2 separate regions of the Bicyclus anynana genome follow, and region 1 is linked to region 2. Evidence: chromatin contacts called from public Hi-C data. All regions are on one chromosome and are shown on one strand. The core of a region is the stretch at or near the end of the contact, and the rest is flanking DNA. Distances in the headings are between cores, read along the strand shown. Region 1 has its middle 26 kb from the start of LOC112057849. Region 2 has its middle 41 kb from the start of LOC128198857.

Region 1 (5,490 bases), core at 1,329-3,828, 150 kb after region 2:
AATAGTAAATTGAATAATGACAACAATGGGTTTTTATAATGTTGAAGATCAAATTTGGATCAGGGATGCTGTGGATGGGTTAGAGGTTAAGCTATTTAGAGTAAAAATGTAAATGAAGTAATGACAACAATGGGTTATTTTAATGTATATCGTGAATACTTATTCAAGATCGAAATTGTAACAGGGATGCTGTGGATGAGTCAACGGGTAAGGTATTCAATAGTAGTAGGTATGGGCTAAATTCATAAAAAATACAACAATGGATTTTTGACAACAACCAATTATTGTTGTATTGTTTTTTTAGAAACAAGAAAATAAATGCTGTGGAAAGGTTAGATAGAGACTGAACTATTTGGGGTAAAATTGTAACTGAAATAATGGCAACAAAGTACCTACCTATTATTGCAATGTTTATATTATGAGTGTTTAAGATTTGTTACGAACAACACTTTAGTAAATAAACTATTTGTAGTAAAGACAAATATGGATTGTTGTAATGTTTCTCATGAATATTTGAGATCGAAACTTTAATATAATTGCATATGATTGTTCAACAGGTTAGATATTTTGTTTTTTTTAATTTACCTAATGTTTTTCATGATATTAAACTATTTGAAGTAAAGGCTACAATGAATTGTTGTAATATTTTTCATAAATATTAGAGACCGAAACTTTAACATGGTTGCTTTCATGAATATTTAAAATTGAGACTTCAACATGGTTATCATTACATGATCAGTAACATTTAAACATTTAACATTGGCAGTAGTAATAAAACTATTCGACGTAAAGATAACAATGAATTGTTGTAATGTATTTCAAATGGATGCTGTGATGACATAGGTTCTCGGCAATATTAGACACAGAATTATTTTCATAAAGACGGAAAAATTATTTTCATAAAGACAGGTTTCTACTTAAGAAACCTGAACTGGTAGCAACCCTAGTTCTCTCAAGGCAAGATAAGTAACGGGTACTGGAGCGTCGTGATGTAACACATTTGTAACGCAGATGTAAACACAGATAGGACAACACTACATCTGCAGCAGGATACGAGACGAGCTCGCAGGATATGGGACACTTAGTCCAAGAGGTCCTACTGTACTCCCTTATCTATTAGAGGTACCTACCATTGTTTTGATATGCATACTATCTGCCTATGTACGTGTTACACTCAATGATCGAAAACGCTCAGTGAGCGTTGTGATCACAGTAAAACATCCATCAACAACATAGCGAAGTTCGTTTTATGGCTCTAATGAAAACGCGCACGACACGTTGTTGCAAACACAGAAAGACCAAATAGCGAAATTCGTGTCGTGGCTGACATACTATTCGAACTCAACGCGTTGTAGCAATGAAAAAAAGCCATGGAATATTGTTTAATTACGACGCATAGTAGGTACTTTCCTTATCTTTAGGATATGGATCCTACTAGCTTTTCCGGCTGGAAAAGTTTTGATAGATAAGAAATATTTTTTATTTTATAAAATCACTGCATAACGAGAATTAAGAAAACTCTCAGGTAAGCAGGTTTCCTCACGATGTTTTTCCTTCACCGTCTGAGGCGCGCGATTTTTAATTTCTTAAAATGCATATACTTGACTGAAAACTCGGAGGTGCGTGCTCCGTACCGGATTCGAACCTACGCCCTTCGAATCGCAGCTAGAGGTACATCTCCACTGGGCTATCTTCATCACCAGGCTGTACATAGATATATATACATACTTCTTAGTATGTAATCATTATTTTAGCGATCCACTACAAGGTACCTCCCTCTCTATAAAAGAGAGGATATGGAGCTTAGACCCACCACGCCGCTTCAATGCAGCTTGGCGGGCTTCCCATCTCCGGGCTGAGAATTTTACTGAAAAGGAAAGTAGGTAGGTACAGTAGGTATTCCAGGACTTCGTAATTCGAACCTATGTCTACACTAATATTATAAAACTGAAGAGTTTGTTTGTTTGTTTGATTGAACGCGCTTATCTCAGGAACTACTGGTCGAATTGAAAAATTCTTTCATTGTTATGCCCATTTAATGAGGAAGGCTATATTATCCCTATATTCCTACGGGAACGGGAACCACGCGGGTGAAACCGCGCGGCGTCAGCTAGTAATATATATGAAGGCAGTTAACTACTAATATTAACTAATATTTTGTCTAAAATATCATCAAGCCGTTCCTATAGGGACCTTTAACCCTATATCAAATCGCATCGGTCCCTGAGCTCTAAGCTTTACCTATCATCTCGAAGCCTAACTAAAACCCTGTAGAACGCAATGGTAGAAGAGACCTATACGATTACGGGTTGGTTTCGAGTTCCCAGGGAAGCCAATGACCGTAAAGAATCAGTTTACATGAAAGGGTCGAATTGGCAAGGCTTGTTAACTCTTTGGTACAGTTGTAAAAGCAATGCGCTTAAAAAACACAGAGATTTTGGGTTCAATTCCATTTTTGGAGTGAAATTGTAACACACACCGCCCATTACAAAACACGCAGTCACACACACTATCATAACAGTTGGTAAATAATAATAATATACGGTACGCATGTGTGTGAACGGACACGCGTCAGCCAATGGTCAAGCGGTCACTCGTGTGAATGAGACGGCTATTTGAATATAATCATGTGCGAGTGAGATAGTTACTGGAGCGCTAAGACTTAACTTTTTATTTTATTTTTATTGGCATTTATTTTTACCTGACAACATAGGTATCTTCCACTTGAGAGGTCTGAATGAAATAATTAAAGACGGGACGGGTCCGTTTTTTTTATGTATGTTTATCTATACCTACTAAATGATTAAAGTTTCAGCTAAATCAATTAATCGACTGAAGTCCATTAAAATAGCGTTTAGTGTGAACCGATTTAATTAAAACACGATTAAAGGTAACACGATTAAAGTTTCAGCTAAATCAATTAATCGACTGCAGTCCATTAAAATAGCGTTTAGCGTGAACCGATTTAATTAAAAAAATAATAATGCACCTACCTTGCTACAATTTCCTTTCTTTCTAAAACTTCTTTAGCCACGTTACGCACTTTTTGGTTGGAAGAAATCTTACGGGTTCACATCCCAAGTGTGTGCCTTGACACTTTTTAGACGGATGCGCGAATATCGTGCGTTCGCGTCACCGTTAAGCTTGTAGCAATATATCTGTAGCTATACAGCTGACGTATGATGCAGTACTTACTGTGTGTATCTTATCTTATATGTTTTTGTACGATTATTATTAGAAACGTTTAATTAAACTAATTAAATATATTTTCACTTCTATCGGCAGTCCCTATAACCAATTTTTTTTATATTTTATTTATTCAGTAATGCCCGCTGATAAGCTAAAACCTATATAGATAGTCGCTTTATACTAATGGCATTAAATTGTAAATTTAACGTAGTTGTATTTTTCAAAGGATCGAAGGATTACCGCAGAATTACTATTGATTTGGGAGCGCACCCGCTTGGCCGCTTTTCAAATGAGCGGACCGTTGGGCTCTACAGAGAGTTGTTCTTACCACACACACATACAACACAAACGATGTTAGTAGAATTAATGTATGTAGAACTTAGATACTATAGTAAGTTCTTAGTTAGCCTATGTGATTTCGGATTGCGAGGTCTTGGGTTCAAATTATAGGATAAATGACAACCTAGTTGGAAGTTGGTAGTATTCCATACCCTTGCCTCGGAGAGTGCGTTAAGCTATCGGTCCGGATTAATAGGTTTCCTTAACATCTGATGAATATGATGACTACAATACTATTTTATAATATGCGAAAATGATTTTTTTTACCCATATTATTAATTTAAACAAATGCTCTTGATGAAAATATATTTTATAAATATGATAAAAAAATCTTTTGTAAAAATATGAATACTTAAATACGATAAAGATTTTGTCTGTTACACTTTGACGCCTAAACCACTGAACTTATTTAAAAATTCTTTTATAAAAATATACCAAGTTCATTATCGGCAAATAACATATCTTTGTTTAATTTCTTTATTAGGTACCAGATTATCACTTTTATAATAATTTTATAAGAGCAGTTAAATCAACTCAATACAATTTAAGCAGAAACTTCGCAAGACCCAACCTGAATTTATTAAGCTGGACCCTAGAAAGGTTTGCCGTATGCAGATAAGGGATTTATTTAGCGGAAAGGTCCGTCCCTGGGTTAGCTAAAACGCCTTTTGGGTCGCGATGACCAGGATTGGGACGAAATTTATTGTCGGCTTTTAGCTTTCCCGTTGATTTATTCGGCCTTACTGAATGAAATCGCGCCGGGCGATAATGTGGGGAGATTTGGTTGATATCAGGGTTTGCTCCATTTTACTAAGTGTAATTTTACATTTAGTTATAGACAAAATATCCTTAGCCCTACAGAAATGTAATATATTCATTATGTAAGAACAAGTAGTTATTTCATTGTCGCCTTTCCATGATTTTTACAAATTTAATGTTTCGATTTTTCCAATTAAATTAACAATGTGTTATTTAATTCGACTTGTGACACAATTATGCCCCACGATGAAGGAAAAAGATAAAGAAGTAGATCACAAATAAGATGGGATGACGATATTAGACAAGTGACGTAGAACAGACTGGCTGAAGATAGACAGGAATGGATGAGTTGTAGGAGGATTTTACTAATTGGCAAAAAGATTTGCAAAAACTAAGCAAGGAACCTACTACAATTAACGCATAAGTTTCTCATTTGTGTTTTTAGTATATTGATGTAAAAATTATAATCTGAATAACATGATATTATTTATTTCGGTTACATTTTATTTATTGCAGCACTATCATTGTTATCGTCGTCATCAACCCATATTCGGCTCACTGCTGAGCTCGAGTCTCCTCTCAGAATGAGAGGGGTTAGGCCAATAGTCCACCACCCTGGCCCAATGCGGATTGGCAGACTTCACACACGCAGAGAATTAAGATAATTCTCTGGTATGCAGGTTTCCTCACGATGTTTTCCTTCACCGATTGAGACACGTGATATTTAATTTCTTAAAATGCACACAACTGAAAAGTTGGAGGTGCATGCCCCGGATCGGATTGGAACCCACACCCTCCGGAATCGGAGGCAGAGGTCATATCCACTGGGCTATCACGGCTATCTACTACACTAGCTACACTGGGCTATCATTGTTATCATATAAATCTAATTCATATGCCTAAATTTGATTCCCAAATATTAAATTTAAATTGTCTGTGATACATTCCTTCATCATTATTAGCCGACAGACGGCCATTGCTGGACATAGGCCTCCTATATGAACTTCAAACACCACTGTCTCAAATGTCAACATCCAAGGGCTCCCGTAACCCACTTAAAGTCGTCACACTGCGCTTTCCGGTGTGGTGTATTCCAGCACCTTGGGACTCCAACGGTTCTTTGAACTATGAGCACCGCTCTTTGCTACTACAGCTTCGTAACTCCTTGAACTATCTCTCTCTCTCTCTCCTCTCATTTCCTTA
Region 2 (5,895 bases), core at 3,055-5,554:
TTTACAATAATTAATTTACACATACTAATTATTTGTACAGTGATTAATTAGTTAGTAGGTATGAATATTTTAGAGAATCAACCATACAAAACAATAATTCTAATTCCATCCTACATCGCAATTTTTACGTTTTTTTAAAACAGTAAACCCCTTACGGCGTCTGTGTTTCTTGCCACCAACAATTTAAACACTTTCAAGCCAAAAGTGGAACCCTGAACCTCTTACGGTTATCCAAGGCTATCCCATCTGCAACATTATGGAATAGTCATCATCATCATCATCATCATATCAGCCGATGGACTTCCACTGCAGGACAGCCTTTTGCAGGGACTTCCAAACATCACGATACTGAGCCACCTGCATCCAGCGAATCTCTGCGACTCGCTTGATGTCGTCAGTCCACCTGGTGGGGGGTCGACCAACACTGCGCTTACTAGTGCGGGGTTGCCATTCCAGCACTTTTGGACCCCAACGTCCACCGGCTCTTCGAACTATGTGCCCCGCCCATTGCCATTTCAGCTTCACAACTCGTATGGAATAGTAAGGAATTATAATTTAAGAACATTGGTAATATAAAAGGAGAACACCCATTAGTATGACAGTTGTCCTAATTCATCATCATCATCATTAACAATCGATTTTCTAGAGAATTATGAAAATTCTCAGGTATGCTTTTTTCCTCACGACGTCTTCCTTCACCGTTTGAGACACGTGATATTTAATTTCTTAAAATACACATATAGCTACTGAAAAGTTGGAGGTGCATGCCCGGACCGGATTCAAACCTACGAAGACAGAGCTATCACAATATAATTATATAGGTAATAATACAAGTAATAAAACAAGAGAATAGTTTAGCCCTTTGTCTTAAAATCAATCTGATTATAAAAAATATATGTTAAACAAAATAATAAAATAGACGACACACACAAAATTATATACCTAGAACACTCTTACAAAAGCGTGGCTTTCTAGTGATAAAAGTATTTTCAAAATCGGTTTTGTAGATCACAAGATTACCTCCTACAATACCACAAACTTTAAAGATTTTCATAGAATTATTGTAGGACCCAAAAGATTTTCTTTACGTAATTATGTTCTTATGTCTAAGTAGTTGGAAATATTATGTTAGGAAAGGATATGACAAAAGTTCAGTATACATGGACACATGAGCTTTCGGTGTTGAGTCCCCTAAAGCGTTGAGCTAGTACGGCTTGTTAAATAAATAAGTCCCAATAATTAAAATTAAGTTATACATGAAATTGTATTCAATTATCTAAAAACGATTTTAAATCTATAAAATATTAATATTATGTAGGTTTATAATATTATGTAGGTAATATTTAAGATATTATGTAGGTTTATAGAAGAAGAAAGTTTATAAATACTTTCTTCCAATATTCCAATATCTAAGTGTTCGGGTGCCTAGCGCCATCTGTTAGCGAGTAGCTAAAACACTTTTAAATGTTAGAGTGAAAATGCATAGAAATTGATATTTAAAATTATTTTAGCTCGGAAATATTTCAAACTTATTTTATTTTTTATTTTAAAAATATATTTTGGTAGGTACTTCAAGTTTAATCAATTAAAAACTAAACTAAAAGTAATTTTTAGCTTTTAGATACATTTCATATTGCAAAACTTCCTTTGAAATGTAGGAATGTACAGTAACCCATTTTTGTTACTTATTATGGTAACATAATATAAGTTTTACACATTAATTACCTCATTCATTCATTCGATTATTCACCTATTGACGCAAATAAGTAAATAGGTAGTAAGTATTAGCAAAATGTTTAAAAACTTGTGTGGTCTATTGTACATTTAAATCTTCTTATTAGAATATAGGTTATTATGATTAATTTCATACAAATATACGTTTTATAGATCCAATTAGAAAATTCTATTGGATATTGGAAAATCCAAGCTAGTTTTGTGAAATTACGCTAGATGGCATATAAAAATAGAAAAGTAAATGATTATAGATGTCGCTGTGTTTTAAAAGTTTTGAAAATCATTTTAATGAAAAATAATAATTATTATTATACTTGGCTTGCTTCTGAATAATTTATTCAAATTTATAAAATATTTCCCAAATCAAAATAATATGTATTTTGTGCTGGTGGGCTTCGGCCGTGTCTAATTACCACCCTACTAGCAAAGACGTTACTGCCAAGCGATTTAGCGTTCCGGTACGATGTCGTGCAGAAACCGAAAGGGGTGTGTATTTTCATTAACAAGTTAGCCCGCTTCCATCTTAGAATGCATCAGGTGCGATTGTAGTCAAGGGCAAACTAAAGTGCTAATAAATTAGGTTTTTTAAAAACAAATTTAATACATTATGTTGGTCTATACTTTACTTATTCTATAAAATACTATATTTTAAATTTTTTACAGCTTAAATATAAAAAAAAACTATATTTTTCTAAAAAAGTGTTGGCAACCCTAGATAGTGATCGTAAAAACAATTTAATGCTAGCTACTCACCATCCAATAAGCTCATATTCTTGCAGCACAAACGGAAGGACATCAGATAAAAGTGATCGTGTTTTAGTCGCGATCTCCATGCACATCGTTAGCGCTTTAAGCACGTGGACTTATTGAACGGTGAGTGACTAGCATAACATTAATAAAACCCGCCAAACCACATTGTGTGGTGTGGTGGGTATAAGCTCAATATCACTCGTAGGTGTAAAAAGAAGGCCTGTCTCTGTGAGTCGTTAAACTAGTCTAATATTAATAATTATATAACTAGGTAGGTAGAATAATAATAAAGAAAATATTACCAAATAACAAAAAAAAACGTGTTCCTAAAGTGCTTACCTATACCTAAGAGTATACCTACCTAGCTATTTACATGATATGAAAACATAATCAAGCATTTTAAAATTTTTGTCTGTCTGTTATGTTTGTCCGGGCTAATATCTGGGACGTCTGGACCAATTTTAATGGGACTTGTATCGGAATATAGTTTATGGATCAAAATATCGCGTACGAAGTCGCGGCCGTCCACTAGTATTAATATAAAATTAGTTATGTGTATGTGTGTGTGTTTGTTCCTCTTTTACGCTGCGGCTACTGAAGCGAATGAATACATTTTACTCTGGATTAACATATACCTACCTATGCTATTTTTCATCCAGGAAAAATCCACGGTTCCCGCGGGATTCGTGAAAAACTGAATTCCACGCAGACGAAGTTGCTAATCCGTTAGTAAACAATATTAATATCAATAAGGCATTAAAGAAAAACTACTATGCCTACCCTTATTTATGAACTCTTCAAACTTCCGTGTGATCAACGATCCTTGCGAGAGTCATTCAGTCTAAGTAATTACGGAAATTCAAGTCGGTTACGCTAAATAATATATTCCGTAATGTCTTGTATTACGGAAGATTACGGTCCGTAATATTTAAAGTTTCATTTTTGAACCGCCCGGCTCCCTCGCGGCTGACCACGGAAATATTAATAAAGTACAAACAAGAATTAACCCTTTCATTGTTTAATTATCAAGTCGCATTGCAGTCGTCCGGGGTACAGTGTACCTACTTACTTATCTTGTGGTGAATGTTTATGAATCCTGTGGGAACTTTGTTGTTTTTTAACATTGGAATATTATTGTTTATTTTCTTGTTACGGTTAAGTGTTTTATCAATCATCCACTTAGTTATTTTTATCAGAGTCATATTTTTAACCTATACAATAGGATACTGTACCTATACTTAGTTTAGTTAATCTTTAGGTAAGTACAGTGATACATTATATAACGGGGACCGAAAAGGAAATAGTCAATTAAAAAATTGTTATAGGTTTAGATTTACAATTAGGCATTATTCTGGCGTCTTTGTGCCCACATAACAAAAACAAAAAGTACAAGGCAATTATTAATATAGAGCTTATTTACCTATAATAAAATTAATTCCTCATGTATTTGAGTTTACATCTTTTGGTTATCATCTATTTTATACTTACAATATATTTTTTTTATTCTTTACAAGTTAGCCCTTGACTATACATTCTCACCTGATGGTAAGTGATGATTATTCTTATTTGAAATACCTACCAATTAAATACAATGTGAAACTTTAAATATAGTATACAGTAGGTGCTAGTACGTTTACTTATGAATCACTTCACGGTCAAAGATTCATAGTTAGTTCTGTCGTTAATTCGTAGAGAACATCCATTAGGGAATAAAAGTCTTTATTTACAAAGTGATAAGAATCATAAACGCTTACAGACACACGAGCTACCTTATAAAAATCTTATTGGAATAAATTGGACCCTCAATTGGAATGCCCCAGCGGCGTCCCCTATGATGACCAATGGGTATTTTTAGCCCCACCCCTTTCGGACAGCGGGCAGTATGGGGTTGGAACTTTTGTACTGATTTGTAGTTCGATCTAAATTATTTTATTTGTTGTAGTGATATTATTTAAGAAGTAGCGCGTCAGACATTCTTAAAGGTATGTTATGTTATCATTAAATTTCATTATTTAGCGATAGATACCCACGTATAGGTACGTACAAATACTTCCTTATTTAAATTGCGTGTGTTGCTATTGATCATGTAATTGTGTATTATACTCAGTGTAAAACACATAGTTTTGTTTTACCTTTAGGATTTTGCAAAATTTGACGGCCTCCGTGGCGCAGTGGTATGCGCGGTGGATTTACAAGACGGAGGTCCTGTTTTCGATCCCCAGCTGGGCAGATTGCGATTTTCTTAATTTGTCCAGGTCTAGGCTGGTGGGAGGCTTAGGCCGTGACTAGTTACCACCCTACCGGCAAAGACGTACCGCCAAGCGATTTAGCGTTCCGGTACGATGCCGTGTAGAAACCGAAAGGGGTGTGGATTTTCATCCTCCTCCTAACAAGTTAGCCCGCTTCCATCTTAGACTACATCATCACTTACGATCAGGTGAGATTGTAGTCAAGGGCTAACTTGTACAGAATAAAAAAAAAAATCGGTTTATTAAATTCAGAGATTACCCTACAATACTTATACACTTATTATTAGTATGTAGGCATAGATAATTCAATTTAAAACTCATAAGATTTGTATAATTTAGGTATATATTATAGGTAGGTATTATTTTTATTTCATATTTCTTAGATTTTAGTTAAAAGTTTGTTTTATAATGTCAACGGTAGTTAAAAATTTAAATTTTTAGACATTTAAAAATTAAAAGTGACACATTATTATTTTTGCAATGTCCGTTATAAACTTTCACCATCTGCTACTTGGACAATGCATTTTTTTGCAGTGCAATTTGCAAAAGGGTGCTACTGTTATAATAACATCAGAACTGGTTTTCAGCAATAATTTCAAAAGTACTAAACGATCGAAAGTTCACAGCTGCTTAGTTTTGCTTATTGCAATTTTTCTGTTTAAAAAATTCAAAATTCAATTTATTTGTCACATAGGTATATTCGTTAGTGGTTACTTTAGAAGTTAATACTAATAATCTTTAATCAAAAAATGTAAACGAGAGATTTAATTAATGTTAAAATATTACTTACATTTACAAAAATATTGCACACAGTAATCTGCTTATTGTGAGAACTTAGTTATCAGTTATTGTGATAGAAAAAAAGGAAAGATGGCTTTAGGTAATACAAGTTAGTTAACGTAAAAATGTTTTATTGAATAAACCTTATGAGAACCTATTAGTTTTTACATTATTTTATAGTACCTACCTATAATAGTGATACTTAATTCGAATTTGTTCGAAGACCCGATGGACGTTTGGGTCCCAAGGTGCTGGAACGGCGACCCTGCACCGGTAAGCGCAGTGTTGGTCGACCCCCCACTAGGTGGAGCGAGGACATCAAGCGGATTGTAGGGAGCCGCTAGATGCTGGCGGCTCGAGACTGTTGTCATTGTAAGTCCAT

The links. Hi-C and Micro-C count contacts between places; a contact is called where the count stands out from the background.
Region 1: a Hi-C map of whole body shows a contact between it and region 2, with 3 times the contacts expected there. The contact joins two enhancer-like sites. A contact is called at or near these places in 2 of 2 Hi-C or Micro-C datasets (whole body and whole larva).

The regions. Positions count from the first base shown.
Region 1 is chr16:11,892,078-11,897,567 of ilBicAnyn1.1, forward strand. No RefSeq gene overlaps it. Among protein-coding and RNA genes, the nearest start is that of LOC112057849, 26 kb to the right of the region's middle. Within about 2 kb of position 2,579, at least 8 of the 8 cell types and tissues checked have open chromatin away from gene starts, as enhancers often do.
Region 2 is chr16:11,740,372-11,746,266 of ilBicAnyn1.1, forward strand. No RefSeq gene overlaps it. Among protein-coding and RNA genes, the nearest start is that of LOC128198857, 41 kb to the right of the region's middle. Within about 2 kb of position 4,305, at least 1 of the 8 cell types and tissues checked has open chromatin away from gene starts, as enhancers often do.